Linked DNA regions of Mus musculus: regions 1, 2, 4, 5, 6 and 7 are each linked to region 3. A link is a contact called in public HiChIP or PLAC-seq, capture Hi-C and promoter capture Hi-C data. All regions are on one chromosome and are shown on one strand. Each heading gives the region's core, a stretch centred on a gene start, on an enhancer-like site or on the middle of the called end of the contact. The rest is flanking DNA. Distances are from core to core; before and after follow the strand shown.

Evidence for each region. Promoter capture Hi-C pulls out the DNA fragments that hold promoters and counts their contacts. HiChIP or PLAC-seq counts read pairs in DNA pulled down with a chosen protein or histone mark. Capture Hi-C pulls out chosen DNA fragments and counts their contacts.
Region 1: a capture Hi-C map of embryonic stem cells shows a contact between it and region 3, with 3 times the contacts expected there. The contact joins the promoter of Oxt here to the promoter of Smox in region 3. A contact is called at or near these places in 2 of 115 datasets of contacts at active chromatin or transcription factors (microglia and regulatory T cell precursor) and 1 of 9 other capture datasets (embryonic stem cells).
Region 2: a contact with region 3 is called in a promoter capture Hi-C map of hippocampal neurons, with 3 times the contacts expected there. The contact joins the promoter of Slc23a2 here to the promoter of Smox in region 3. A contact is called at or near these places in 3 of 39 promoter capture datasets (cranial neural crest, hippocampal neurons and maxillary cranial neural crest), 2 of 484 Hi-C or Micro-C datasets (both in embryonic stem cells) and 3 of 115 datasets of contacts at active chromatin or transcription factors (astrocytes, microglia and thymic regulatory T cells).
Region 4: a promoter capture Hi-C map of stem cell-derived epiblast-like cells shows a contact between it and region 3, with 4 times the contacts expected there. The contact joins the promoter of 4930402H24Rik here to the promoter of Smox in region 3. A contact is called at or near these places in 6 of 39 promoter capture datasets (embryonic stem cells, erythroid cells, hippocampal neurons and 3 more), 1 of 484 Hi-C or Micro-C datasets (embryonic stem cells) and 3 of 115 datasets of contacts at active chromatin or transcription factors (astrocytes, embryonic stem cells and pancreatic cancer cells).
Region 5: a contact with region 3 is called in an H3K27ac HiChIP or PLAC-seq map of embryonic stem cells, with 7 times the contacts expected there. The contact joins the promoter of Ddrgk1 here to the promoter of Smox in region 3. A contact is called at or near these places in 1 of 39 promoter capture datasets (erythroid cells), 1 of 484 Hi-C or Micro-C datasets (embryonic stem cells) and 3 of 115 datasets of contacts at active chromatin or transcription factors (embryonic stem cells, pancreatic cancer cells and thymic regulatory T cells).
Region 6: a contact with region 3 is called in a promoter capture Hi-C map of stem cell-derived epiblast-like cells, with 2.9 times the contacts expected there. The contact joins the promoter of Slc4a11 here to the promoter of Smox in region 3. A contact is called at or near these places in 2 of 39 promoter capture datasets (embryonic stem cells and stem cell-derived epiblast-like cells) and 2 of 115 datasets of contacts at active chromatin or transcription factors (both in embryonic stem cells).
Region 7: an H3K4me3 HiChIP or PLAC-seq map of embryonic stem cells shows a contact between it and region 3, with 5 times the contacts expected there. The contact joins the promoter of Fastkd5 here to the promoter of Smox in region 3.

Annotation. Positions count from the first base shown.
Region 1 is chr2:130,574,213-130,578,220 of GRCm38.p6, reverse strand. Oxt (oxytocin) reads right to left here and starts at 2,052. Exons shown (of 3, transcript NM_011025.4): 1 at 1,892-2,052; 2 at 1,429-1,630; 3 at 1,167-1,344. The coding sequence starts at 2,011. The coding sequence ends at 1,289.
Region 2 is chr2:132,143,689-132,147,710 of GRCm38.p6, reverse strand. Slc23a2 (solute carrier family 23 (nucleobase transporters), member 2) reads left to right here and starts at 2,603. Exons shown (of 16, transcript NM_018824.2): 1 at 2,603-2,699. Gm14051 (a long non-coding RNA gene) reads right to left here. Exons shown (of 3, transcript XR_866753.3): 1 at 3,126-4,022.
Region 3 is chr2:131,490,021-131,494,170 of GRCm38.p6, reverse strand. Smox (spermine oxidase) reads right to left here and starts at 2,309. Exons shown (of 7, transcript NM_145533.2): 1 at 2,135-2,309. Gm30679 reads left to right here and starts at 1,895. Exons shown (of 2, transcript XM_030252306.1): 1 at 1,895-2,603. The coding sequence starts at 1,997.
Region 4 is chr2:130,838,723-130,842,963 of GRCm38.p6, reverse strand. It overlaps 4930402H24Rik (RIKEN cDNA 4930402H24 gene), which reads left to right and starts at 2,819. Exons shown (of 37, transcript NM_029432.2): 1 at 2,819-3,000. The coding sequence starts at 2,918.
Region 5 is chr2:130,662,671-130,666,668 of GRCm38.p6, reverse strand. Ddrgk1 (DDRGK domain containing 1) reads left to right here and starts at 2,024. Exons shown (of 9, transcript NM_029832.2): 1 at 2,024-2,194; 2 at 3,115-3,321. The coding sequence starts at 2,104. It also overlaps a transcript of Itpa not described here.
Region 6 is chr2:130,694,882-130,699,157 of GRCm38.p6, reverse strand. Slc4a11 (solute carrier family 4, sodium bicarbonate transporter-like, member 11) reads left to right here and starts at 1,639. Exons shown (of 21, transcript NM_001081162.1): 1 at 1,639-1,799; 2 at 2,403-2,510; 3 at 3,055-3,117. The coding sequence starts at 3,072.
Region 7 is chr2:130,628,209-130,632,463 of GRCm38.p6, reverse strand. Fastkd5 (FAST kinase domains 5) reads left to right here and starts at 2,462. Exons shown (of 3, transcript NM_198176.3): 1 at 2,462-2,548; 2 at 3,829-3,975. Ubox5 (U box domain containing 5) reads left to right here and starts at 2,426. Exons shown (of 7, transcript NM_001255993.1): 1 at 2,426-2,548; 2 at 3,829-3,975.

The DNA.
Region 1 (4,008 bases), core at 803-3,302, 920 kb after region 3:
GACTCTCACACAGAGACACGTACACAGAAATGGAAATTTAGTAGAATAAATGTCATAAAATTAAAAAAAGAAAAACAACTAACTTTAAAAGCCCCAGAAAATGAAGAACCCCATTATCACCAAAAAGAAAAAAGAAAAAGAAAAACCCAAATCAATCTTGAAGTCTCTTTTTGGCCTCTACCCTGTCTGTGAATCCCACCTATGGGGGCGGGCGGGGCGGCATCTGTGTTCATTTTCAGAGTGGGAGAACCACAGAAAGTGCTTGTTTGTATGTTTAACTTATTTGCTATGATGGGATGGAGCCCAGGACTTTAACCGTGTGGGGCAAGACTTCCAGTCTCTGAGCTCCACCCAAGCCCTCACACTTTGTTCTGACAGCGAATCACGTGCCCTTGTGGAGGCGGGGCATGCCCTCACTTCTGCCCATTACTGCTGCTGAGAACACTGGCAGCCAAGTGAGGCGCGCTTCGTGGCAAGGGCGGTATTTTAATCCAGCAGTAAGGGAGCAGTATAGATTGTGGATTTCTGCTTGTCTGTGGGCTCCGTGCTTTGTGGTCACTTGTGCCCACTGGCTCTTAGATCCCATGTCTCCCCAGAGCACGCTGTCCTGCAGAGGCGGGCAGCCCCCCCCCCGCCCCCCACCCCCACCCCCAGCTCAGGCCCGACCCTGGGGACAGCAGAGGAGAGGCCAGTTGGTTCTTGATCTTTCCAGCTGTGGTTTCCTTGGGGCCTGCGTGAGAATTCAGCTCTGTGGAAACCTTATGGTTCTGTAACTACCCTCCCCTGGCCAAGACCCTGCCTTCTAGGCCAGGATTGCCCCCTCAACCTCTGAGGTCACAGCTAAAGCCCCCTCTCAGATATGGAAGTGACTGAACTAGTTCCCCTGCCTCCTAGCCTGCCTTGTTAGGCTCCTCAGTCCCCTGTTAGGCGTTGCCCTTTCCCACAGAAGTCCACCGTTGCTGTTTGGACTTCCAAATTCTTCTCTTAAGTCTATCAGGCCCAGCCCAGTTGAAATGGAAATGGGGCTAATGGGAGATGGCAGCCCATAGAGCACCCCTCGGTCCCCGAGCAGCCTGCTGGACTGTTTTTGCTACAAAATGCCAAGATCCACGGCGTTCCCGGTGCCTTTCCTCCCTCCCGTTTCCGACAATTAGACACCAGTCAAGTTTGAAGAGGAAATCTACTTTATTTTTCTTTTCTTTTCTTTTCTTTTCTTTTTTTTTTTTTTTTCTGGCAGTGGCCATGGGGAACGAAGGAAGCGCGCTAAAGGTATTCCCAGAAAGTGGGCTCAGCGCTCCGAGAAGGCAGACTCAGGGTCGCAGGCGGGGTCTGTGCGGCAGCCATCTGCAAGAGAAATGGGTCAGTGTTCTGAGCTGCAAACCCGACGGCTCCTTGCCGGGTCACCCTGCTGGGCCCCCTCCTGCTCACCCGGGCTGCAGCAGATGCCTGTGGCGGCGCAGCGGCCTCCGCTCCCGCAGGGCTTCTGGCCAGACTGGCAGGGCGAAGGCAGGTAGTTCTCCTCCTGGCAGCGCAGCGCCTCGGCGGTGCCCACGAAGCAGCCCAGCTCGTCCGCGCAGCAGATGCTTGGTCCGAAGCAGCGTCCTTTGCCGCCCGGGCCGCAGGGGAGACACTGTGGGGAAGGATGCGGGTGGGCGCCGTGCACAATCCGAATCCGGACTGTGGCAGAGCGAGGGGCAGTGGGTGCTCCGGCATTGTCGTTACCTTCACGGCGTCAAGAGGGAGCCTAACACTTCCCAAAGCCCTGGGTTCCCACGCGAGGCCTTGGTAGGGCTGGCAAGTGTGCGGGAATGCTCTCTGTAGGTGGGAGAGCTTCTCTGGTCCTTAGCATCGCCAGAACGGGAAGGGAAGGGACAGGGTCGGGGAGACTCACCTTGCGCATATCCAGGTCCAGCACAGCCCTCTTGCCGCCCAGGGGGCAGTTCTGGATGTAGCAGGCCGAGGTCAGAGCCAGTAAGCCAAGCAGGCAGCAAGCGAGACTGGGGCAGGCCATGGCGATGGTGCTCAGTCTGAGATCCGCTGTAGGTGATGGTTTCTCCGGCCCAGACCGACCTTTTTATGTCTGGGCACTGCCATGGTGGAGCACTGTCTAAAGAGGGTGACAGCATGACTGGTCACAGAAGGTCTCTTGGGTCAAATTGTTCCACGCTGTTTAGAGGCAGGCCCTTCATTTGCAGGGTCTGGGCTAGGGTCAAGGTCATCGTCTCTGCTAATGACCTGGAACTCAAAAGAGAAGCAGCCTGGAAGGGGTGGCCTAGGCTACAAGAGGCTAGAGAGACTTGGGAGGGGTTGGAGGTGCGCCCTAGCCAGGAGCTGTTTTTCACAGATATCCAATATCTCAGAATAAGGCAGGATAGGGCAAGTGAGTGAGGGAGCCCTTACATGGACCTGAAACTTAGATGGGGAAAAAGATGGCGTCTTGTTCAATCTCTGAATGCACCTCAGCTCTTCTAACTAGCCCGTAAAACAAAGTCTCAGTAGAGATCAAAACCAAAACACAGTTAACAGACCAAATTAAAATAAAAAGAAAGAAAAATTACAGCAAAAGGAAAATTACACTAGTATTTAAAACTCTGTATTAGAACCTGCTGTGTAGACCAGGCTGGCCTTGAACTCACAGCGCTCCATCTGCTTCTGTCTCCCAAATGCTGAGTTTAGTTATCCACTACCACACTAGGTGCCTAGACTCCTGTTTGAGAAAACAGTGGCCATCAGCTGCTGGAGTGTGGCCAACAGGTGGCCTCAGCTACAGCAAGCCATTTGTGCCAAGGTCATACCCTTCTCAGGTGGCCACATATAATGGTTGGCCCATTTTGGTGCAATCAATTGGGCAGCTCTGGGTACATTTCAGGTTTGGGCTGCAGGTCTGCATAGGTCTGCATGGGAAGGGTGTTACATGCAGCCCAGTAGCAGAGTACTTGCCTAGTGTGTGAGCGACGTTGGGTGGGGCAAGTCCCCCGCATGATGGTAGCAGTACATTTTGGGAACAGTTTTTGCATTTCAATTTTAATTTTGTGTGTGTACATTTGTGCACGCAGGTTTCCTTGGCGACCAGAAGAGGGTGCTGGATCCCCAGGAGCTGTCATTAAAGGGGATCATGGGTAGGCCTATGTGGGTGCCCAGGACAAAATTTGGTTCTCTGAAAGAGCAGTGTGCAGGCTAATCATCTCTCCAGCCCCTTAAAATGAAATACATATCAAGAGAGGGTGCTGGGGGTGCACACCTTTAATCCCAGAACTCAGGAGACAGAGGCAGGAGAATTTCTGTTAGTTCCAGGACAGCCAGGGCTTCAAACTAAAACCAAAATCAACCAAAACAAAAGAAAGACAGACAGACAAAGCATAGCAGGAAGACACGGAAGACTCAACCCCTTCATTTTATGGCTGAGAAATCAAAAACCTCTCCAGAGGAGATGAAGGTCTCACTACTCACTTCAAGGGCTTGCCCTCAATGACCTGAAGATCATCCACTGGGCCTCATGTTAAATATCTTGCTATCTTGGGGCTGAGAGTTACTCTTGCAGAAGACCCAGGTTTGATTCCCAGCACCCACAGGGTGGCTCACAACCACTTACAACAATTCCAGTGGAGCCAGGGACTTATTCTGACCTAGCAGCCGGCACACGAATAGTGCATTACTCACATGCAGGCAGATCATTCAGACACGTAAAATAAAATAAATAGATCTAAAACAATTTTAAAAAGGAAAAGAGAAGCATTGTCTAGACTTCCGTTTGTTTTTTTTTTTTTTTTTTTTTTGAGATAGGCTCTTGGTTGGCCTGGAGCTGTCTGTGTAGACCAGGCTGGGCTTGAACTCACAGTGATCCACCTGCCTGCCACGTGCTGGGTGTACCACCATGCCAGGTACCTAGGCTCCTGTTTAAGAAAACACTTGTCCTCAGCTGCCGGAGTGTGGTCTTAGCTGCAGAAAGCTAGCTGGCCTTCCCAGCTATCTACATATAGCAGTTGGTCCATTTTGGTACAAAGGCTG
Region 2 (4,022 bases), core at 1,354-3,853, 650 kb before region 3:
AGACAAAGGGGCCCCAAAGGATTCTCAGAAGGGATGTCAAATGGTCAGTTGTGTTTTGAGATGATAACAAAGATGGTTTTGGGAGGCAGCTCTTAAGAGGTTGGAGAGTTAAAAACAAGAGACGGTATCTGCAGGTACAGAACACTTCCCCTGTTCAAGCTGACTGCAGGTGACTGAGTGGACACAGCGTCAAAGACAACTTCAGGGTTTGGGGTAGCAAAAACAGAGAACTCAGATAAAGAACACTCTGTGAAGGAAAGATGAGACTAGGGATGACTGCAGTGCAGGGGAGTGGCTGGTTTCAGGACCCCTGGCCCCAGGGCACAGAAAGCTTCAGCTAGGCTAGTCTGGTAATCTTTATATACACTGTTTGCCTGTAACCTACAGAAACCTCTCTAGACTATTGTACTTCCGAAGGCAATGCAAATACCATGTAAATAATTGTGTTCTGTGAAGGACAGAGAGACACAGGGAAGGCTCTGCATACATTCAGTACAAAAGTGCCCTAAATAATTATCTTGGCACTATCAAATCAGGAATCTCGCCAATGCTTGGAAAGTTTTGATCGACAGTTTTTGACTCGGTACATGTACACTCTGGGGGGGGGGCACACACAAATGGGGCATTTATAGTTTCTGGAAACATTTGGGAAGTGTGTCTAGAAGTTCAGAAATGACTGGTCTGGAAAGAGAGGTAATGGGGGAAGAGGGTGGTGAGAAGCAGAGAGCATGGGGAGCCTGAGGAGAAAAGGGCATCAAGGGGACCAACGTCTTTAGAAGCCCACACCTGAGAAATCCTTCCATCACCAACCTGGGTGGAAAAGAGTGGGACAGTCAGGAAGGCTGAGTGGCTTTATCACATAAAAACATCTCCAGGAGGGGGTTAGTCAATGGAATGTTACTAAGCCAAGGAAGGAAAAAAAAAAAAAAAAGATCTGTAAACAGGCAAAAGGATTTGGCACTTAGAAGGTCACAGATGACGTCTGAGAAAGCGGGAGACTGATGGTGCTTTATAGTGCTTGTTGAGTGCGGAGGGTGGGGGAGGAAGAGATGCAGGAAACCAGGGAGGGAGGGGGGAAACCCGGAGTGAGGTAGTGCTTTAGGATTGGAGGTAAAACTATAAAGGGGGAGTTAGGGAGTGGGAGACAATATATATGGGGGGAAATGAAGAAAAGAGATGAACTGAAAAGATCAGGGGTTCTTGATCTTGGAACAGGCCTTCTATTCCAAAAGGTTCCATATTGTGGAGCAGAACACACACATTATGTTTTTAAGGGTGGCTGGAAACTCTGGCATAGAAAGAGTTGTGTGCTTCTCTGGTGCTGGTTACAGAATCATCTCTTTTCTTCATCTTCAGTGAAGATGAAATACTAACCTATGGTCTTCCAGGGTATGCTGGATTTTACAATTCAACTTACTGTTTTTTAGGGTTTTTTTTTTTTTTTTTTTTTTTTTTGAGACAGGAGTCTAAGTAGCCCAGGCTGACTTCAAATTCATCGTCTTCCTGCCTCTGCCTGCAAAATGCCGGGATTACAGGTGTGCACCACTAAGCCTCACTGGTTTTATTTTAGTGTGAGACTTAGAGAATTATATATTGATTCTCTCAGCTCGTCCGCACTAGCCTACTTTATAAAATGCCCGTCTTTGCTGGTTACGGCATGCCTCTATTGATCAGTGTGCTACCAGTCCTCAAGACTGCCAAACATAAACAATTCAGGAATAAAATCTGCTTTTTGTTTTTAAAGATGAGGTCAGCTGTGGTCGACCATTCTTTATGGCTCTCCGGAGTTGCTTGGGGATGAAAGGAATTACTGGGTTAGAAAAACAACCAAGACAGTGGTTTCAAGATGGAAGACAGAAGAGAGAGCTAATTATTAGGGTTTTGTTTGTTTTGGTGGAGGTAAGAACGTGGTTTAGTTACAAGTTAGTATCTTAGACCACCGCCTGCAGCATCACCTAGAAACTTCCTGGAAATGCAAATTTCGAAGCCACACTTCAGTTTCAGCACCGCTGGGGGTGGTACCCAGTTTTAATGATGCCCCCCTGGGCAAGACTGCCCGGCCTAAGTGCTATGTGTTTATTGACACGCGGCCTTTTGACTCACAGCCTAAGTGCCCATCCAGCAGGCATTCCTTGGGGGGTACACTTGAGAAATACAGAATAGCAGGTTGCCCCCAAACCCGCTCTATCAGAACACACGCCCCAGAGAAATCAAGCCTGGTGTGTCTTCTCCCGCGTCAGCATAAGCAAGGAGGCTCTCTTTCCCCAGCGAGTTCGGAAGCCTGACGGCCCAATTGGATACGCCGCGAAATTGCTTTAAAGCGGGTTACCCACTGAGCCGGGTACACTGCACCCCTCTCGCTGTCACCCCACAGCTACTGCAGGGCTTGGGGTCCTGCAGGGTAGAAAGGAGGCTCTGAAGGGGAGAGCCTGCGAGCGTCGAGCATCCTAGGCGGCCCCCCCGGAGCAGGTGTGTGGGGAAGGGTCTGCGGCTCGGCGCCCCGGGGCGCGCGGGCGGAGCCGGGGGTCGGGCGGGGAGGGGCCGGCGCGCGGGGCGGGCGGCTGCGCGGCTCCCGCCCCCGGCCCGCCCCTCCGCGGCGCCATTTTGCAGGCGGCTGCCGCGGGGACCCAAGGCGGCGGCAGGCACTGCGGCGCGAGCGGTGCGATCGGCGGGACGCGAGCCCAGCGAGCTGCAGGCAGGTGAGAGCCGGGCCGCCGCGCCCCACGCCCCACGCCGGGTCCGCGGCAGCACCTGCCGGCAGCCCCGGTTGCTCGCCGAGCCCACGAGGCCGGCCCGCGCGGCCCCCGCGCGCTGTCACCCACCCGCGGCGCGGCCTGCGCCCCCACGCCGGCTCGCGCGGCCCGGCGGCCCCGGCTGCAGTGTCAGGCCGTGCGTCCCCGGCGCTCACTGCCGCCCCGCCGGGTGCCCCCGGGACAGCCACCGTGGGCTCGCCGTGCTGCGTGGCTTGCTGCGCGCCCCTCCCCAGGTGGTGCGCCCCGCATCCCCGCGCCCGGGGATTCAGGGTCAGCCCGAGGGGCGGGGGATGGCGGTGCTGTTTCCAGTCTGGCTTCCTTCCCTCTTTGCGGAAGGCGACACGGAGTAATTTTAGATGCCGCTGCACCAACCTTGCGACCTTTCACGCTGGCCTGCCCCGCAGGGGTCCGGGGTCGCCTTGTTGCCTGCGCTCTTGACCGAGAAATTGACATTGGAGTGTGATAACTTGAAGGTGAAGAATTGTCTTCATCGTTTGGCCGGAGATGTCCCATTAGATGTGTAGCCTATGGGAACTCGGCCTTCATTCCGGATGAGGGGCTTTAAGCGGGTCTGATGGGAAACTCCTGATTTTCAGCGCAAGGGGTGAGGGCAAGTGCACAGGGAAGAAAGTTAGCTTTTTGAAGGCTACTTGGGGTTGGGGCATTTGTAGTAGCTGTTAGTCTGCTTTTTGCGGTGCTGGGAGACCGGATGATGGCGAAGATGCTATCCCTTCTGACGCTTGGGTCCTCTGAACTAAGGCGGCCAGGGATGTGAGGATCTGGTATCTGAGTCCTGAGACAGCCTGGTTTGAGCTGTCATTAACTGGCCATGTGACTTCCCTTAGGCAGTTTTCTCCTTTCTGAAGGCTAGGCTAGGTGGCTGAAATTTTTCTGTTTTTTGTTTGAGTGCTATTGGGCTGAGGCCTCACCTGCTCCGTTTCTCTCATCTGCCCTTTCATCTTGTGTGACTTTGCTGGCCTGCTCCTTTAAGGTGTTTGACTCTGGTGAAGTTTGTGAGAGGCCTTCTTCACCTCTTAGAAGTTCAGGATTCTCTGCTGGGTTATAGTTGACCTTATCAGGGTCACTTTAGAACTACTCTCTATGCTTAGCTCATCCAAAAGTTAATAGCTTTGGGCAGTTGAGGCTGTCCACCGTGTTAGCACTCATGACACACCTGGTAGTTAGTTAAAAGGAGGCCCTGAGCATCCTCAGGCAGACATCAGCGAGGCATGAGGTATCTGTTCTCTAGACAATGTCTTTTGCTCAACT
Region 3 (4,150 bases), core at 1,060-3,559:
ACTAGGGGAAAAAAATCTTCAAGTCATAGAAGATACCACAAGCAAAGCCCCTGGGGTCAGGAAAAAGCTTAGGGTATTGAAGAGATAGAAGTGTCTGACAGGGAGAAAATAAGGTGTCAAGAGTCAAATAAGGCTAAGAGGTCACAGAGGGTCAACTAGGCCAAGGGAAAGCTCTAAGATTTTATTTGAGTGTAATAAGAAGCCATCGAGAAATAAAAGTATCTGATCAAAATGTTCTATGTTATTCTTGCTGCTCCGTTAAAAATAGATGCAAAGAAGGTAAGTGTGTGCACTGGGAGAAGGCTACTACAGTATTTAGGGACACTTAAAAGGTGACTGGGGTGGGGCAGTAGCCTGAGGCAAGGGTAATGGACCCTAGATGAACTCTGCAAAGTTCATCCTAGCACGGAGAATGGACCCTAGATGAACTCTGCAAAGGACCAAGAGGCCTTGTTCTAGGACTGGCTGTGAAGGGTGGGTGGAAAGGGGTCCGAGCTGCCTGTCCTAAGAGATAGATTATCAGCCACTCTCAGATGTCATGACCCAAGTATTGTCAATCCTGCCCCCGACATTGTCAGGATTCTGCTTTGTCCACATTAAGACATCAGAAGACCGGTAGGATCCAGCTAGGGCCAGAGACAAGATCTGCCACTGAAAATCATGAGCATGAAACCACTTAAGATCTTTGAGTTCTGGGCTGGAGAGATGGTTCATCGGTTAAGCACACTTGCTGCTCTTCCAGAGAACCAAGAGTTAAGTTCCCAGCACCCACCCACAAGACAGCTTACTTGTAATGCAGTTCCAGGGATCTGACAACCTCACACACATGCATGCAGGCAAAATACTAGTACACATAAAATAAGTCAAAAACAGAGATCTTTGTATTCATAAATTAATTTTTTAATCATAAGAAAGAATAAAAACAGGGGTAGAAAGTGAACAGAGGATGGCAAGAAGGGCAGTCAGGAGAGGAAATGCTGAGAACAGAGCCCTGGGGCCCTCAAGCATTTAACAGCAAAACTAAGGGGAAGGGGACAGGCTAGGGCAGGCTGGTAGAAGGGAGGAACTGGGGCACCCAGGGAAAGATACAACTCTAGGACAGAGCTTTCTAAAGACACTGCAAGGCAAGCAAAACCTGCTAGAGCGGCCCTGGATGGACTGCAGAAGGAAAGGGTGCCTGCTTCTTAGGGGCACTGCTTAAAGTCAGAACTTCCGAGGAGATCCTTGTGATGGGAATTGGGTGCCTGGCTGACGGGGGATGAGGTTCAAAGCCAAACAGGGAGACTGTGAAATGACGAGGGCGGACAAAGACTGTTCTCAAAACCTGCTGGGTAAGAAATGCCAGGGACATCTAAAGGGATGGTCACAGGGCCCAGGAGGAAGCGCGGCCCTTCAAGCCCTGTAATGCTCCTTCCTCTGTAAGAGGAAAGGGACAGAGGTAGCAGAACACAAATAAATGAGGGCCATTCAAACACTTTCTTGACCTTCTCTTTACCCCCAGCCTGGGTGACCTCCACTCAGCACCTGCTGTTTCCCCCACAAGCTCGGCCAAGTGGACCCCAGGCGGGACGGTGCTGTGCCACTATCAGTTGGCTCCTCCAACAACCTGTGGGCACGGCTCACGAAAGGGCCAGCCACGGCGCGGTTTGCTCAGGTGCAAGACCCAAAAGGTCCGCGCACCGCTCACCTGCTCCACAGCCGCGCCACCTCCAAGCCGGCGGCCGGCCTCGGCACCCCTTCCCGGCGAAGCGACTTGCTCCCTTCCCTTCGTCAGCCTGGCTCCGGCCAAGCCGGGCAGCCTGTGAGCCCCGGGGCAACCCGCGGGAGAGCGGCTCCCCACTCCTCCAGCTGTCCCAAGGAGACCGGCAGACGCCGGGCCGCCGCCGCCGCCGCCGCCGCCGCAAGCTGTGTTCCCTCCCCTCCACAGCGCACACCCTCCGGGCCGACCGAGTGCCTCGCCGGCTTTGTCTGCGCCGCCGCGCTGGGCGTCCGGAGGATGCGGCCCGGACCCCGGGGTCGCGGCCAGCCCGGGCAGCCTCTTCTGCCCACCGCCCGCCGCCGGCCTCCATCGGGAGCCCCTTGCCTACGAGGCTCGGTGGCTGTCCGAGCCCGGGTCGGGGAGGCCGCACGGTACCTTTCCTTGCGGAGCCCGGGAGCGTCTTCGCGAGCGGCCTCGGCCTCTCCGCCTCCCCTCCTCCGCAGCCACTGGGCTTCCTCCTGCAGCCGCCGCCGGGACCGTAGGGCCGAGCCAGCCGCCGGGGCCTGTGCGGGGGCCCCGCTCCGCCTCGCGTCCCCGGCCCACCCCGCCTGGGTGCTCCGCCCCGGGCCCGCCCACCGGGGGCGGGGAGCCCGAGGCCACCCAGCCTGGAGTTGCCCGCGGCACAGCCACCTGCACTCCCCTATCTCGCAAAAGGGACGCCTCACCCACCTATCCGCCCAGAAACAGAGCCAGCCCCGCGACGCCCCGCCCTGCAAAGCAGACGAGGTCTTCCGGCACTGTCAGAGCGCTGCGCCCACCTCAGTTTACCCAGACTCTGCCGCCCTTTTGAAAAGAAGAAAGGGCCCCTCTTGTCCTGGACTGTCTCTCGTCCTGCAGGTCTCAGGTGGGTGCCGGCGGGAACCAGGAACCTCAGGTGAAAGGAAAAGAATGCTCACATCCTCTCAGTACCCAGCCCATGTCCTGAAGTGGCCCTTTTTAAAAAGTGTATTTCCCTAGTAAAACCCTCAAACTTTTAATAAAAGCCAACGTTAATACTAGGTGGCACTTTTTCCTTTTTTCAAAAAAAAATTAATTGGTATCAATTATTTTTTAGCGGGCAATAGTGGCACATGCCTTTAATCTGGTGGTTCTCCAGCTTCCTAATGCTGACACACAGTTCCTCGTGTTGTAGTGACCCCCCAACCATAAAATTATTTCATTGCTACTTCGTAACTGTAATGTTGCTACTGTTATGAATTGAAACATAAATAAATATCTGACATGCGACCCCTATGAAAGGTCGTTGGAACCCTAAGGGATAGTAACCCACAGGTTTAGGACCACTGCGGAATCCCTCTAGAAGCAGGTGGATCTCTGAGTTCAAAGCCAGTCTGAACCACAGAGTAAGTGTAGGACAGCCAGAGTCAAACAGAGAAATCCTGTCTTGAACCACCCCCAACTCTCCCCCTCCACACACACACACAAAAGTAAGAAAATTATTTTTTATTCATCTCTGCACCTCCTAATCTGTTTTTTCGTATGTTTTGCTGGTACTACACCAGGTCAACACTTGGTCCGAGGGAATACAAGCCCCTGGTGGCCGCAGAGCCTCTACTCCGAACTGTGTCTCTGGAGGGGGCCCTCCCCTGATTTCAACCTGGAACCAGGCAATGCTGAGCACAGGTCGCTGTAGGTTCAGCCCGGAGAGATCCTGGATGTGGATCACATGCTCGTGATCCCAGCCTCAGAAGGCCATGTGGGGGGGGGGGGGGTACAGAGTTCAAGGCTAGCCTTGGCTACATACCAACTTCAAGGCCAGGCTGAGCCACACAGTGAAAGCCTGCCTCAAAGAAGCAAGAAGTAGAGATGTGGCTCAACAGCAGAACACACTTCTCAACATAGACAAGGCTCTGGGGCCAATCCCCAAAACTGAATTATATATATAATTCATATATATATATATATATATATATATATATATATGGCCTGGAAAGAGGTAGCCCTGCAAAAGTGGCTCTGATGGTCCCAGCCAAAGGGAACCAACCACCTAGGAGCCAATTTGGGTAGGGGACAAATGAATTTCTGGTGAAGTTTCTTCTTGTCAGAAAGGCTCTAGTCCTTCACCAAACTCGAAGTCCCTCTTCCCACCCCTCTTTAAAACACCACGCACTCCTGGGGTTAAACTCAGGTACACACCATACTCTCCTCTGTGGCTCTGTCACCCTCCACCAAAGAGTGGAATGGCTATGGGTGACTTTAAGGGCTAAAAAGCCTCTGTGTAGTTACTTGGTCTTAGGCAAGTTACTTAGTGTCTTCTTGTTTCCGTTCCCTCCTCCTCAATAAGTAATACCTGCTCCAAAGGGTGGTATTACACAAAAATATTAATCTGATCTGACTGTTTAGAAAACTATTCAAATGGTTTGCGTGCAAACAAGCAGCTTAATTTAGTTA
Region 4 (4,241 bases), core at 1,570-4,069, 650 kb after region 3:
GGATCTCTGAATTCCAGGCCAGCCTAATCTACAGAGCAAGTTCCAGGACAGTCAGGGCTACACAGAGAAACCTGTCTCAATGAAAAAAAAAAAAAATCACGCCGGACATGGTGGCACACGCCTTTAATCCCAGCACTCAGGAGGCAGAGGCAGGTGGATTTCTGATTTCGAGGCCAGCCTGGTCTTACAAAGTGAGTTCCAGGACAGCCAGGGCTTTACAGAGAAACTGTGTCTCAAAAAACAAAACAAAACAAAAAAATTCATGAGATATAATTATCTTCAATTTTTTTGTGCATTTGGAGAGAGCTATCCAAATACTTCTCCAGATGCCTTTCTCTTCAGTTTTTCTTTCAACCATGCTCTTTCCACACCCCTATCTAGCTGCTCATTGGCTGCAGACCACAATTCAGTAAACAGTGGCACATCTGGTTACTTCTTCTTATGTTGGGTTCGGGGTAGAAGCTGCGAAAACTCACTTCAGAGACAGAAGCTTAAACATGAAAGCTTTATTCTCTGAGTGCCCAGAGAAGTGGCCAGCTCAGGATGTAAACTTTGTCCTGAAGGGAGACCGTACAATGTTTTTCAAAAATGGGAACATAAATTGAGGGGGGAGCTGAGTGGGGCTGCAGTGTTATCCAGTTGTACTCTGACATTACGGGTTAAGTAAGGGAGTACCCCTTGGAGACTGGGCTGTATCCAGGGCACCTGGCTTCAAGGTTCTTAATTCATTTTCCTAGACGTTAGGTCTGGAGCTCAGAGTGGTAAGAGGACAAAGGAGTGGGTCAGCTGCGTGTAGTTAATTAGGGCATAACAGACAACTGGTTATGTGTTTTTCCAACTTATGCACCTTGGTTCAGATAACAGCGATTTCTATATTCTATATTCAGTTAAGAGACAATTAAGAAGACATTTGGAGAGAAGTGGGGTGCGTGTGTGTTCCTAAGCCTGGGAACATGAACTTGTTACACCTGGCCAATAAGATCAGTTTTCAATCAGTTTTGCAGACACAGCTTTTTTTTTTCCAGGAATTCTCATTTACACTATTTCTCTCCAATAGCACATGAAAAAATGACCATAAGGAAACTACAGCCTCATATCCAGTAAGATGACTACGATCCAAAGATAGATATTAAATGTTTGGAAACGCGTGGAACAATTGGGACTCTCTCACCTAGGTAATGTGAATATAAATGGTGCAGCTTTTTTGGAAAACAAAAAGATGCCTCAAATTATTAAACACAGACTTTCAGTATAATCAAGCAGTACACTTCTAGGAGTATACTACATATACAGGAGAATTAAAAACATGTCTACACAAAAACTTTCGGTATTTGGTCATATTGGCATTAAGCTAAGGCACAGAAAGTGTGGAAAAAAGCTTCTATATTCATTAACTGATAAATGAATACAAAAGATGTGATATCTGCATACCACGACATTGGCCAAGCAACCAAAGGCACACAATTTTGTTCTGTGCTACAAATTGTAGTAGCCTTCCATCTGGACATGATGATGCAGGCCTGTAATCTCAGAATTTAGGAGGTTGAAGCAAGAGTTCAAGGGTTCAAGTTCAGGGGTTCAAGGTCAGCCTAGGCTACATAAAACATACCAAATGGAGGAGGAAGGAAGAAGGTGAATATCACATTTGCTTGTAGAGAAAAGATGTATTCTCAAAGCTGATTAACAGAGCTGGAGATGTATATAATGACTGGGTGCGTAAAAGCTCGAGGTGTTTCAATAAATTGACTGTTTAGCAATTTACAGTCTCCTGGCTGTTAACAGTGGTCTACAGAACAAAGCAGCTAAGAAAGGCTCTTTCATTCGGAAGCCTGGTCATTGCGCTGCTGATTGGGCTGCTGTCAATGATTAGCTGGGTTTCAGAAGCTGTTGATAACTGGCTGATTTGGAAGCCCCTGAAGAGAGGCTGTCTCTGATTGGCTGATTTTCAGATACTGTGTTGGTTACCTCTAAACAATGGTTACACATTCACGAGTTGGGTCTGAAGGCAAAATTTTATTTTCCTTTAAGTATAAAAATAAGCATTTTAGTTCCTTCTCTTTTTCAAACCTGCAAGAGATACCTTGGGGATTGTTAAAATCTTTATGAGTGGAAGAAGGATTTTTTTCAGCCAGTACTATTTATAAATAATTCAAAGGCTGATCATTGTAGCAGGGAAACTAGTCTTGTGGTGTTATAATTTACCATGAAAAGATGAATTTAGGACACGTAGGACATCTTGACAAGGTCGATATGTGATGCTAAAGTAGACCTTGTATATAGTAAGCAACTCTCCACTTTATGCAGGAAGGAACTTGGGCTCTGAGATTTTTTCTGGCCCACCGACCCACAGCTGGAAACAATTCTATCCAGACTCTGAACTGCAAAGGCAGGCGTCTCCTGGGATACTGTGAGCACACTGATGCCAGTGCTCTCAACAGGCCGCATCGCTAAGGGGCCGAACGTTCCAAGGATGGATAGGCAACTGATGTGAAACAGATAACTGTAGCCAGGCAGCGGTCCAGGACACCTAGAGATAAAGCCAAATACAGACCAGAAGAAGCCTAGCCCGGCCCTCGCGGGAGCGAGACCCCGCCCCGGGCGCGTCCGCGAGCGTGGCTGTAGCTCCCGCAGAACCCTCACCGCACTGAGAGACCTTAGGGCCCGGAGGTGTGGTGTCCCGGAGCCTGCGCCTGGCGGCCCGCACCCCAAGTCCGTCTGGCTCCTCCGCAGCACGGTGCGGCGCTGGGCCGGACTCACACTGACGCCCCCGCTGCGCGCGCTCCCGCCCCGCCCCCGCGTGCCCGCGCGCGCCGACCCCGCCCCCTTGGCGCACCCTCGCTCCGCCCTGCCGCTGGCCCGCAGCGGTGCCGGCCCCAGCGACCCTCCGCGGCCCCCAGGTCCTACGCCGCCAGCCTCCATGGACTCGTTCGACCCCCAGCAGCTGGGGCTGTCCCCCGCGCGCTTCGCTGGCACCTTTGGCAGTGGGGCGGCCTCCGTCAGGTATGCCGCGTCGAGACAGCCGAGGGTGGCCCGGGATGCGCCTTGGGGCGGCTACGCCTCGGGCGGCAGGGCGTGGTCTGATATGGCTTCCTTGCGGAGGATTGTTTCAAACGGCTCTGAGAAGAACGTTTGCCCAGGGACAGGCGGCCTTCTGGAGGGACCCTGCTATGTCTGTAGCTCGACAACCCACTGCGGTTTCCGGGAAGACCCCATTGTGACATCCCCACCCCATGGACCGGTTTTCCCTTAAACCTTCCCCACCGACAGCCCACCGCTAGAGGCCCTGTGTTCACGCGAGTGGAGCTCCCGAAACTGCCGCGTAAACCCCTTTGCTCCTAGGTGTCCAGACCCTTTGCCCCAGACTGCCGCTCGATTATAGAGTTTCCAGTCCCCTGCGTGTACAGGGAACTCCGCTCACCTGTCCCTGGCCACTGCATCCAACCCCTTTCCCTTGGGGAGCACCTGTTTCAGGGGCTTGAAGGTCATTGGGGGCGCAGGAAGAAAAAGGAAACTGGATGGAGAGGGAAAAGGAGGCTCGGAACCCCCCAGAGCGGCTGACACTAGGTTCGTGATAAGGAGTGCGGGTGGACTGGAAGGGGAGTTGATATTAGGGAGTGCTGCCCTGCCCTTTTCCATACAGAAGATCTGTTTCCAATTTCTGCTCTCTGTCTTTGGGGCTGACCTTGATAGCCGTCCGGGCTTTGTTTGTGAAGGAGCTAGTATGCGGCTGCCAGAGAAACGCGGAGGTTGGAGTGGTGGAGGTGTTGCAGTAGGAGCCTATAAGAAAGGGAAGGGAGGAGTCATTGGGGTTTGGGTACTGCTAACCTGTCATTAAACCAGAAGAGGCCTTTTTTGTTTGCTTACTTGCAGCCATTTGGCAAAGCAATATGCTATTGTTCCCTTGAGTGGGGGTTGTCAACTAATATTAGAATAGCTTATCCTATTTTCTGTCTTTTTTTTTTTTTTTAATTGAGACCGGGTCTCACTGTAGACCAGGCTGACCTTGAACCCGAAAAGATCCACCTGCCTCTGCCTCCTGAATGCTGAGTCTGTGCCACCGTGTCTGGCCGGCTTTTTCTGTGTTCTTGATTGAGTGTTGTATTGTGTTCTCTCTCTCTCTCTCTCTCTCTCTCCTCTCTCATGTCTGTCTCTCTCTTCTCTCTCTCTCTGTCTGTGTGTGTGTGTTTCTTTCTAGTATTGAGGGTCAAATCCCAATACATTGCTTTTGCTGGACAAGTGCT
Region 5 (3,998 bases), core at 775-3,274, 830 kb after region 3:
TCCTGGGTTTGGCCCCCAGAATCACACACACAAACAATAGAATCCTAATCAAGCCTGGCTGTTTAGCTTAATGTTATTAACCTTGTACAGCCTTGGGTATTGTTATATAGATGCAACTTACTTAAGGGGCTTATGGGACTTAGGCAAGCACTGTACCACTGAGCCACATACCCAGCCCACTAATGAGTTTTTCTTAAACTCTAGAGCTGTCCTCACAGAGTAGCCAAAGCTATGTTCTCCTCAAATCTTTGCTCGTGACCTTAATATTGCGTGTTACACAATTCAGAAGCTTTGCTGTATACAGTGTCTTTGGAGACAGATCATAGTGTCCTCTTCACTGCCCCTCGATGGTGTTATTTTTTGAGGACCTGTGGTTCATTAGAGTTGGCTGGGAAAGGCTGGGCTGAGTAACATGGCCCTTCCTGCATGTCACTTGTCTCTCTCTTTCATGAAGTTAAAGGGAATCCTCAGAAAAGTGGAGAAGTAGAGGTTTTTAAAGCAAAGGTTAGAGAGAGAGAGAGAGAGAGAGAGAGAGAAGCTGAGGCATTTAACATCCAAGAAGTCACAAACACACACAAATATATATATATATATATATATATATATATATATATGTATATATATATATATAGAGAGAGAGAGAGAGAGAGAGAACAGGTACTAGATTTTATATATATATATAATCACATATAAGCATATATATTACATATATAGGCCAGGTAATTAATATACATATATATATATATATATATATCACATATAAAATAACATTTGTTAAGAAGCCAGCCAGGTGTGGTGGCACACGCCTTTAATCCCAGCACTTGGGAGGCAGAGGCAGGTGGATTTCTGAGTTCGAGGTCAGCCTGGTCTACAGAGTGAGTTCCAGGACAGCCAGGGCTACACAGAGAAACCCTGTCTCGGAAAAAAAATAATAATAATTCAGGAGCCAGGCAGGTCTGTGGTGCCACATGCCTTTAATTATAACCAAGGAAGAGGCAAGCAGATCCCTCTAAGTTTGTGGCCAGCCTTGTGTACATATTGAGTTCTAGGCCAGGCAGGGCCATATAATGAGAGCTCAAAGAACTAAAACAAAACAACCCATCCTCAAAAGATGGAGGAGCGTCTGGACATCAGGGTGCACACCTGTACTCCCATATAATCCAGGCACTTATGAGGCAGAAGCAAAGGATCAGTTTAAAGTCACCATCTACTATACACCAAGTCCAAGGCCAGCCTAGGCTACCAGATACCCTGTCTCAGAACAAAACCAAACAACTAAAGGTGGGGGGCAGCTGCGATAAAATTCCAGCAAAGCCTCAACCTTCAGCCGAACATGGATCTAAATCTCCAAATATACGGAAAGAACGTAGGTGCTAGAGATAAAGCTTACCGTAACAGCGCTTGCCTGACGCCTGGAAGGCCTTAGGTTTATCAACATTGAGAAACAAATTACAAAACATTCCACATTTACAGAAAGTAATACAATGGATGCCTAACTTGCAGTATTAATAAGATATTCGTACACACGTTGCATTTTTCAGTGCTCCAAATTAAACTAAGGGCCTTGGCCATGAGTGCTCTACTACTAATCTACAACCCCAGCTTAGTCCCCTACTTACTCGCCCCACTATTTTCTTCCTTTTTCTTTCTTTTTTTCTTAAACACTTATTTGACGTGTATGAGTGTTTCGCAGGTATGCATATCTGTGTATAACCTGCGTGCCTGACACTCGAGAGGGTCTGAAGAGGGTTTTGGGTCCCCTGGAATTGAAGTAATAGAAGGTTGTAAGCCACTATGTGGGTGCTGCGAACTGAACCCTGGCCCACTGGAAGAGCAGTCAGCGTCATTAAATGCAGACGACCTCCATGTTGCCATATAGCCAGAGACGACCTTGAAATGTTGGTCTCCGAGTCTCCACTTCCCGAGCACTGGGATGGCAAGCAAATGTGGCATCAGGGACTCTTCAGTTAACTGAGGCCCAGGTCAAGCCCAGGGTGGGGGCGGAGCTCAGCGAGCGGCTGGGCAGGGCGGACGGTAGTGGGCGGGGCCTGGCGATCCGGATCCCGCAGGCGCGCTGGCTGCGCTGCCCGGCTGTCTGTCGTCATGGTGGGGCCCTGGGTGTATCTGGTGGCGGCAGTTTTGCTCATCGGCCTGATCCTCTTCCTGACTCGCAGCCGGGGTCGGGCGGCAGCAGGTAGGAGGTGCCGCCGTCCCAGGGCTGGAGGAATCCGTTTTTCAGAGTTCCTGGGCTTTGGTAGGCCCTCGACTCGTGCGCATGCACTGACGAGCTTTCCTGTGCTTACGAGGAGCTTGTGCGCTGGCCCGAGCTTTGCGCACGCGCCTTAGGACACACTCGGAATTAGCGCGGAGCCCAGAGCTGGGGATGCAACCTAGGAACCAAGCCTGCCTTTCTACTCTGCACCAATAGGAGAGGCTGCCGGTTTTCTAATCCTGCCCAGTGTGTTCCGCTTACTAGGAGTAGGAGGGCTAAGCAGCCTTAGGAAACTGAATGCATCTCCCGCCAAAGAGGGCACCCATGCTGCTTTGCCTCGCCTCCACCAGGGTTAGAAGTGGCCTGGCACTGACAACCTGACAGTCCCCCTTACTAACATTTCACGTAAGTGTAGGAGTTTCTATATATCTCTCTGATGCCTGACCCCATAAGCCACCTCAGAGCACCTCTGTGTCCCACGGGCAGAAGAGACAGAAGCTGAGGTAAAGCTGATTGCCAACAAGTCTTCCAGGGAGGGACGATTCAGCCTCGACTGTGACATGTAGTCTCTGGTTGGCGTACCCTATAAAATCATAACATAGCAAGAAGTAAATGTAATCTTGCAGCGGGCATGGAGCGAGATCTGTAAACCTCAGGGTGAGAGTATCCTCACAGGTCGCCTGTTCAAGATGAAGATATCAAAGGAGGTAGGAAATGAGAAGTGAGCATCAGGCCAAAGTGTGCGTACAAAAAAGGCCTTGACAAACCTAAGTTGGGACTTGGTGCTGTGGGCAGCAATAGTCTGAGGTGGTTCAGCAGGGGGATGAGACTCCCAAGATCCTGTGCTTCACTCTCTTGAAGATGGGCTGCTTGACAGTGTTATGATTCCTCCCTCCCAAAAGCTGACGGAGAACCACTGCACAATGAGGAAGAGAGGGCAGGAGCAGGCCAGGTAGGCCGCTCTTTGCCCCAGGAGTCTGAAGAACAGAGAACTGGAAGCAGACCCCGGCGTCGGAGGGACTTGGGCAGCCGTCTACAGGCCCAGCGTCGAGCCCAGCGAGTGGCCTGGGAAGACGGGGATGAGAATGTGGGTCAAACTGTTATTCCAGGTAAGAGGGCCCAGCCTGGGGGAGGGCTGGATTAAAGGCGTTCGGAAGTCTCCCAAGCTAGAGACACACAAGGAGCATGAAGCCAGTGGAGGAAGGACATTTAGTGGTAGGACTGGAGTCTTGGGCCTGGGCTTTGGTCCTTGAAGTCAGCATTTCTTAACTCAATCCCTGTTCTATTGGGCGTCACTTCCTTCATCTTGGTTCAGTGCAATTAGCTGTAACCCTAGAATAAGTGCTTAGAAATAGAGACATTTCAGCTGATATTTACATCCACACAGCAGACACTTGGAGTCTTACAAAATCCGCATGGTTGTGGGAAAGAATGTGTCTTCTCTAGTACTTGAAGTCTGGCTTGGTAGGAAGAAGAGAATTTAGGGGAAATTGGGCTTTGGCTTTGACTCCTTGGGATTATTAGCCCCTTTGTCTTAAAAAGAGACCTTCAGTGGGTATGTGTGCATGCTTATAACTCCTGCACTCAGAAAACAGAGGCAGGAGCATGGGAAGTTTCAGGCCAGCCATGCTTATATAGCCGTTTCAAAAGCAGCACCCAGCCGCAACAAAGAGACCCTCTCTTCACCGTCCGTCCTGTCTCAGATTTGGGTCCTATACTCTGAGGCCCAGGCATCAGCGTATCAGTTATTTTCAGCTGGCCCTGGAGTAGTCCTGAGGTTAGGGTT
Region 6 (4,276 bases), core at 390-2,889, 790 kb after region 3:
GGATTAAAAGCATGTGCTGCCACATCTGCCTTGTTTTATTTCATTTTTTTAATGAGATACTAAACGGTTGCTTCTCACCCCAGATTCTAAAAGAAAGACATGGCAAGGGGTAGGCAGAGCTTAAAGGTACATGGAAAGTCATTAGACACTACCTGGAAGGGGAGGGGAGGTATGTGCATAGGTGGGGTCCCTAGCCTGCCTGCTCATGTCATCACCCAATGTAGCAAAGGCAGGAGAAGGGCTTCAGTGTCGGTTTGCCCTTTCAGCCTCTGGCCTGCACAGCACAGGGCGGGTGGGAAAACGAAGGAAACCATTCCTTAAACACTGCCAAAAGGGCTGAAGGGGGAAAGGTCACACTTCGGTCCTCTGAGACAGTGGTGCAGGAGTCTACAGACTGGGGTGGGGGTGGGAGTGGGTACTCCTGGCTCCTTTCTCCTCCTAATAAGGAGAGGTTGGGGAAATTGTTCCTTAAGTCTCCAGAGATTTTCTGGAACTGGAAGGGTTTGGACCAACCAAGTATTGGGGTGCTGCTAGGAAGCTATGCAAAAGACATAACATGAGAGACTGGGGTGGAAGAGGGATCCCGACCCTGAGTCAGCCATTCTGCCAGGCTCTTCAGCTTTCCTGAACCCCCACCCTGCAACACCACCAGCCTGGATAGAGCTAGGAGTCTTTTTTTTGGGGGGAAGGGGAGTGTTCGAGACAGGGTTTCTCTGTGTAGCCCTGGCTGTCCTGGAACTCACTTTGTAGACCAGGCTGGCCTCAAACTCAAAAAATCCATCTGCCTCTGCCTCCCAAGTGTTGGGATTAAAGGCGTGCGCCACAACTGCCGGGTTTAGGGCTAGGATTCTAAGGAGAAGATACTGAGAGGAGTTCCTAAGAGCTAAGTGAACAACATGGCATGTAGCCTCCTCCCAGGGCCTGCTTACCCCAACAAAGGCAGCGTGCGGCTATCCCTGAGTCATCACGGTTCTTAGAGATGGGAGGGATCCTGGAATAACGAGCGCGCGCGTCTGTGTGTGTGTGTGTGTGTGTGTGTGTGTGTGTGTGTGTAGGGGAGACTTCAGGACCCTCCGTACCTTCAATCCGAATGCCAACTTGGCTCACCATGCCTATTTATATGCAAATTCCCGCAACACTCCAAATGCCTTTCCAACTCACCCACCCCCTAACACGCTTGAGCAACAGTGAAAGGAACTGTGTGGAAGCTATCACGGAGTGGGAAGGAGTGGCTGGAGAATAGTACTTTACTTAAGTGTGTGCCCCAGGGACAATAGGAAGCTCAAGGTCTGTAGAATCACTGGGAAGCCACCGAAGGTTGGGTTGGGGTTAAGGAAAGAGGTGCTCAACGCACTTATCAGAACTCACCGCAAGCCGCTCTCCAGAGACCCGGCCACTTCCTAACCTGGGAGAGGGATGCGGAACCGAGAGCGGGCGCCAGCGGGTGAACACGCGGGAGCGTGGGCGGCTTAGGGCGCTAGCCCACGGGCAAGTGCAGAAAGCGGCGTAGGCGGGGGTTGGGGACCGCCCTGGCGGTCGGGGGCGTGGCGAGGGCAAAGGGGCGCGGCAAGGGAGGGTTGGGGGCGATTCGGCAGCCCGAGGGTGTGGCAGTCAGTGGCGTACAGCTAAGGTGGGGGCGGAGTTCCTCCAAGCTTTTAAAACAGGCGCGCCCCTTCCCTCCGGGCTCCAGTGAGTGTCCCTGCACTGCTCTGAAACTTCGTAGTCCCTCCCAGGCCGGCACCCCACGACTCTCAGGCCTGCGCACGCGAGCCGCCGAGGATCCAGAACAGACCTCGCGGGTGAGGGCGCGACTTTGGCTGGAAGCAGCCTCACGCCGCACGGTTAGGAGCGCGGCGCGGCTCGCAGGAGTGTCGCCGGCTCCAGCTGCGAGCCGGCCCAGAACCACGGAGTCCTGATTGAGAAGCCCGGGCCATGGCCACGCCAGGCGTGTATGCCAGCGCCGGCCTCTCAGGCCTGGGTGGGCGAGAGGCTGTGCCGGCTTTGCGCCTCCGGAGGGGTTCGACCAAAAGAGTTCCGAATGTCAGTGCGCGCGCGCGGGGCAAGGGGCGGCCTGGGACACCGTGGGCATCCTGTCCGTGTTTGTTCTGCGTTCGCGGTCTTGACACACACACCCTCAGCAACTGAAGGAAAGATGTAACGTAGCCGGCGGAGGGGAGGGTTGGGAGCTCCGAAATGGGCAGGGTGGCGCTTTGGTGTCCTCAGCACCGGATTGCGTTCCGCCGCCTAGAGTTACGATTCATCAGAGCTGGGTGTATCCGGCCACTCACCTGCACGTGGGTGTGGTCTGTTCCCCTTAGCTACCGCCCCAAGTGCCTCCAAATCCTGCCCATCTACTCACTCTCAGTGGCTGCAAACATGGACTACATCTTTTTCTCGTACAGGCCCATCCTCCCGTGCGTCCTTCTTTGCACAAACATCTCGGATAGTACCTCCAATCTCTGTGTACTGCACACCCACTCTACCCCTTCTTTCCGGCATCGCAGGACACGGTACAACCCTGGGATAGAGGCAGTTGCTGGGTCGGTCCCCTGGGTGACCCCTAGGCCATTGAAGAGATGGGAAGAACTGCGTCTGAGATGGGCATGTGTGGCCCTTGGCAACCAGGGCAGATCTGAGGAGAGGCTCACCCCCACCTCAAAGTGCTGGGCGAGGCTGGGCTGGATCCAGGGAGGAGGCGATTTCCAGTTGTCTTCCTCCAGAACTGGATGGGGCTCAGTCAGAGACGCTTGGATTAATGAGCCGAGTACTGATGATAATTTAGTGATGACATGACCTGAGGAAGTACTCTTCACTTCCCTGGCACGCATAGGAAGTCCATACTAGGCAGACTAAGGGATTTAATACCTTACAGTAAGGATGGTCATCCCAGACACTGCAGGCTCCCCTACATAGTACTTTGACCCCCACCTCTCTCATGCAAGTGGGCTTGCATGTGTTCCTAGGAAGGATGAGGAATCATCAGGCATGGGGTGAACTAAGGCTGTCCAGGGCTGGTCCACAGGATTGGTGACTATTCTTTGGCTTCTTTTGTAGAAAACTGTCCTTGGGCCATGTCACAGAATGAACACTGTCAGGACTCCGGTGAATACTTCTCAGGTGTGTATCTAGAAAATCTGGGGAACTCAGCCTGTGTACCCATCAATGAACCCCAGGCAGAGCCACTTGTCCATAGCCCATTGCTGGGGTGGTTAGCTCCCACCTGTCCGAAGGCCGTGTGGCTTGCTGAGTAGGCAGCTGATGAGACTGGCCAAAGGCAAGCAACCAGGGGTGCGGAGGTCTTGGGAGGGCAGATTAGGCTACCAGTGCCGCTTACAGTTTTCTCCTGTGGCTCAGTATTCCCGGGCCCTTCATATCTGGCCAGCTTAGGCCACATGCTATACTATGCCTTGTCCTGTTGGGCCTCATGTGGTCCTGGAGAGAGAGGCTGCAATTGTCCCTGCTTCAACTGGCTAGCTCCTTCTCTGCATTTGGCTCTATGCTGCTTATCTGTCTACCCTTTGTTTCTTTGTTTTGTCTCATTTGATTTTGTTTGAGAAAAAGAAAAAAGAAATCCTCATGTAGCCTGGGCTGGCCTAAAACTCCCCATGTAGCCAAATAAGAACTTGAATTTCCAATTATATCCAAATATTAAGATTACAAGCTTGTACCACCAAACCAGGTTTACAGGGTACTGGGGCGTGAACTCTGGGTTTCATGCAGGTTAGGCACATATTCTACACATCGAGCTGCATCCCTAGCCTTCCCATGTTGTTTAGTAGCATGCATTTAGGCATCACGGTGATGTGTTTTTACCCAGATCTCCTGGGTGGGAGTGCTCTTTGAGTCAGGCTGGAAGCTGGCAGGTTAGATTTATGTCTGTGCTACTTGGAATGGCATGGCAGGAGACCTAAGAGGTCTGAGAGTCAAGGCTAAGAAAAGGAAGAGAATGATGCATCAGGCTAGGAGCAGTAGCAGAAGCGAGACTGAGCCTGGCTGCTGGAGGAGCCATGTGGATTTACTTAATAATTTCAGCAGGGTGTCGGGGGTGGTGGCACACGCCTTTAATCCCAGCACTTGGGAGGCAGAGGCAAGTGGATTTCTGAGTTTGAGGACAGCCTGGTCTACAGAGTAAGTTCCAGGACAGCCAGGGCTATACAGAGAAACCCTGTCTCAAAAAACCAAAAAAACAAACAAACAAACAAACAAACAAACAAACAAAAAAATAATTTGGGCAGGATCTCACGTAGCCTAGGCTAGCTTCTCGATCACTAGGTAG
Region 7 (4,255 bases), core at 1,213-3,712, 860 kb after region 3:
CAGTCACTTGAACACTCCAGTGATTAGCATGGAATCACAGAATGGGTTTTCAAATAATGACAAAAGACCCAGGCATGCTGTAAAATGGTGATCCGTCCTTTACAGGGTTTCCTGCAGTCCACCCCACAAAGCCTCACAACAACAACAACAACAAAAACAACGGAGTGTTCAGTAAACATATCTAACCACTTTTAAAACATGGTTTATTTTCCCTTCACCCAACAAGTCCAGTAGTAGGTATCACAGATATTGGCTCTCTGTGGATCTAAAGCAGTGGTTCTCAATGTGTGGGTTTTGACTCCCGTGGGTTTGACTCCTTTGGGGTCAAACAACCTTTTCCCAGGGGTTGCATATTGGATATCCTGCTATCATATATTTGCATTAAGATTCCCAACAGTAGCAAAATTACAGTTATGAAGAAGTGACAAAAAGAATGTTATGGTTGGTGGTCACCACAACGTGAGGAACTGTGTTAAAGGGCCACAGCATTAGAAAGGCTGAGAACAATTGAGCTAGAGTCTAGATTTTTTCATCCTTATCCACTCAACCTGTCTCCTCTTTGCCACAGAGCATCCCAGCTCTTTGAGAAGATTGATTTGCACCAGTTCATCGTGATATTGGAGGTTTTCCTGAGGCTGGGTGTGGTAGCACACACCTTTAATCCCAGTTCTCAGGAGGCAGAGACAGGCAGATCTTTGAGGCCAACCTGGTCTACAGAGTGAGTTCTAGAACAGCTACTCAGTCAGACACTGTCTCAAACAAACAAACAAACAAACAAACCTATAAAAATTATACAGATACCTTAAAAAGAAAAAAGTTTTCCTGGGTGTTGGGGAAATGGCTCAAACAATAAAGTGCCTGCCATACAGGTATGTAAACCTGAATTTGTATCAGCAACAACAATATAAGAGCAGGCCCTGAAGCCTGTTCTGTCTGTAACCCCAGCACAGGAGCCACTAGGTCTGTTACTAATCATCCAATCAGAATCTGTGAGCTCCAGTTACAGTGATGGACACTGTCTCAAAAAGTAAGGTAGACAGTAATTGAGGAAGTTGCCTGATGGTGACCTCTGGCCTCCATATGCGCAAGCCAAGAAAGTCCTAGAAGCATGCAATAACTCTTCCTTTCCAGTACTGTTGACTAGAGGTGGGCTATAAGCTCCTCCCACTTCATAGGAGACTAGGAAACAGCATTTTGCAAAGAGAAACTAGATTGTCATGGCTGCCCAGGAGCAATCAAAGTTTGTCCCCTGGGGGTGGGATTTTTCACTCTGGGTTCATGAGCAGGTTGTAATCAGGTAAGAAGTCCCCAGTCAGTGAGGGCCATGTTACCAATGGTCTGGAAGGCACAGATGTTCAAATGTTCACAGCCAGGCAGGCTGCCTTACATAGAACCCAGAAGCTGGGATGCTGGTCTCAAATCTCTTTGTCACAACCTCTTATATAGCCTGTTTCCCCACCAGTGCCTTGGAGAAAGTATGGTATCTCTCTCAGTTTTCCTTCACAGCGTCTCAAATAGATGGCACTGACAAGGCTGAAGACTGAATAGACACCGACAGGCCTGGGACAGGCACTTCTGTTACATAGGACTTGGGAGAATCTTTCTTACCTTGATAGCCAAACCAGCCACGTGTGAGGCCCTCCTAAGGGAGGTAGACCATCCTGACCTACCCACCTTCAGTTCCAGCTCCACTTTTCCCTTCCCTTCCCTTCCCTTCCCTTCCCTTCCCTTCCCTTCCCTTCCCTTCCCTTCCCTTCCCTTCCCTTCCCTTCCCTTCCCTTCCCTTCCCTTTTCCCTTTTCCCTTTTTTTCCCTTTTTCCCTTTTTTCCCTTTTTCCCTTTTTTTCCCTTTTTTCCCTTTTTTCCCTTTTTTTCCCTTTTTCCCCCCTTTCCCCCCTTTCCCCCCTTTCCCCCCTTCCCCCCCTTTTCCCCCCTTTTCCCTTTTTTTCCCCTTCCCCCTTCCCCCTTCCCCCTTCCCCCTTCCCCCTTCCCTTCCCTTCCCGGTCTCTTTATATAGCTATGGTTGTCCTGGAACTATTTTGATCAGGCTGGCTTCGAATTCATAAAGATTCACCTGCCTCTGCCTCTTTAGTTCTGGGATTAAAGACGTGCATCCCTATGCCGGGATCCTTGCATACATTTTCATCTATCCATTGCTAGTTCCTCTTCTGAAAGCATTTTCACTATTAGAAATGCATCATGATTCTCTTTGTATAGATGACAAACTAGGCTTGAAAAGTTTGTGTGACTTCTTCAAAGTCATAAAACCCAGAACCTGTGCCAATTACTTCTGCTCAATTACTTTCAAAGCGACCCATCCAGGATAATATTTTTCCCTCTCCATGTTCTAAGGTCAGAAACTAGAAAATGGTCATGGAAAACTTCGACTACGGTTTTTTGAACCTCAGCGGCTCCGGTACCAACGTAAGCGGAAGGTGAGGGCCGCTGGCCGGAAGTGGGTTGTGGAGCGGTTGATGCAGGAGTCTGTGCATTGACTTACCCGGGGCGGCCCGGGACTGGAGTTAGGGAGCTGCCTTCGCGGGCTTCAGGTGAGTGGGCGGCCGGGGAGGACGAGGTGGCTCGACTTGCTGCCTGCACTCTGGCCTCGCCGGGTCCGGGCCGCGCGCTCCGCCATCCCGGTTCTCCCGGGCCTGCTGCGCTTCCCCGCGGGCTGTCCTCGTGCCGCCCCGGAGCACCTCTCAGCATCACCCTCTAGGGTCACCTTATCACGGCGGACTGCTGTGAGAGTGGGTCCGGACGGCGCTTTTAGCCCCCTGCGAGGTGGAGATCGAGTCTGCGTCTCTCACGGGGCTGTTGTGATAGCAGTCTCCCTGGTCTCTCCGTTCCAGTGTGCACGTGAAGCCCTAGCAAAGTGACTTAGCCTAGGGTCTCGGTCGGCGCCTGCGAGTCGGCGTTTCTGATCAGCTTTTCGCCAGCACTTTGAGCAGCGTTTGATGTAGGGCTTAGGACGGGGTGAGGCAATAGGACAAATATCCTTTCTTCATTTTAAGCAGTTTCTGGTTGTACAAACCCAACTCGGGCCAGGAGTGGTTCTCCCTTCTCTTTCTCCCCCCGGGGATAGGAAGTAATTGCTCCTTTTCTGTTAAGATCTTTTTGCTCTAACTCGGGAACTCTGGACAGGAGCCTTTATAGTCGATAGATTCACGCCTCTTCTCAGAGGCTACATTGCTCACTTGGTGTAGGCATCTGGGCATTGCTTCATCCTGTGACGCTCATATATAGATACTCCAACGTCAGAGGGAACTGGTATTTTGTGCTCATGTTTTCTGCACTTTGCCCACACTGAGGACCCAGAACAGTGCCTTTGTTTTTTGTTTGTTTGTTTGTTTTTTGTTTTTTCGAAACAGGGCTTCTCTGTATATCCCTGGCTGTCCTGGAACTCACTTTGTAGACCAGGCTGGCCTCGAACTCAGAAAATCCGCCTGCCTCTGCCTCCCGAGTGCTGGGATTAAAGGCGTAGAACAGTGCCCGGCTTAGAACATTGCCTTTCTAGAACTAGGTTCTAAGGCTTACTGTCCTCAGTTGCCGAAGGCTAGCCCTAGGGAATTTAGTCCTGCTTGGTAGACCAAAATAAAATCTGAAGACTACTATTTCATACAGCTGAGAGTTGTGCCGGACTGATGTGCCTGTGTGTCTTTCTCATTTATCTATCTATCTATCTATCTATTTATTTATTTATTTATTTATTTATCTATTTGGTCCCCAACGGAGTCTTGGCATTTATCATGTAAATAGGTCAATTTATATTTTTTTATTATATGTGTATGGGTGACTTCCATTTATGCATGTCTGCACCATTTGTATGCAGTGCTGGAGGAGGCCAGAAGAGGGCGTTGGATCTCCTGGGACTTGAATTAAGGTTGATTGTGAGCCACAGTGTGAGCGCTGGAAATCAAACCCCAATCCTCTGGAAGAGCAGCCAGTACTCTTAAACACTGAGCAATCTCTCCAGCCAGTAAGTCATCTTTTCTTTTTCTTTGTTTTTTGTTTTTTTTTTTTTTTCAAGTCAGGGTTTCTCTGTATAGCGCTAGCTGTCCTGGAATTTGTCCTGTAGATAAGACTGGCCTTGAACTCACAGACATCTACCTACCTCTGCCTCCCAAGTGCTGGGATTAAAAACTAGCTCTGTCACCACTCCCACCACCAGGCTTCATAAGACTCCTTTCATATAAAAGAATTCTGGCCAGCCATGGTAGTGCACTCCCCTCCCCCCCTCCCCTCCCCAGTGCCACCAC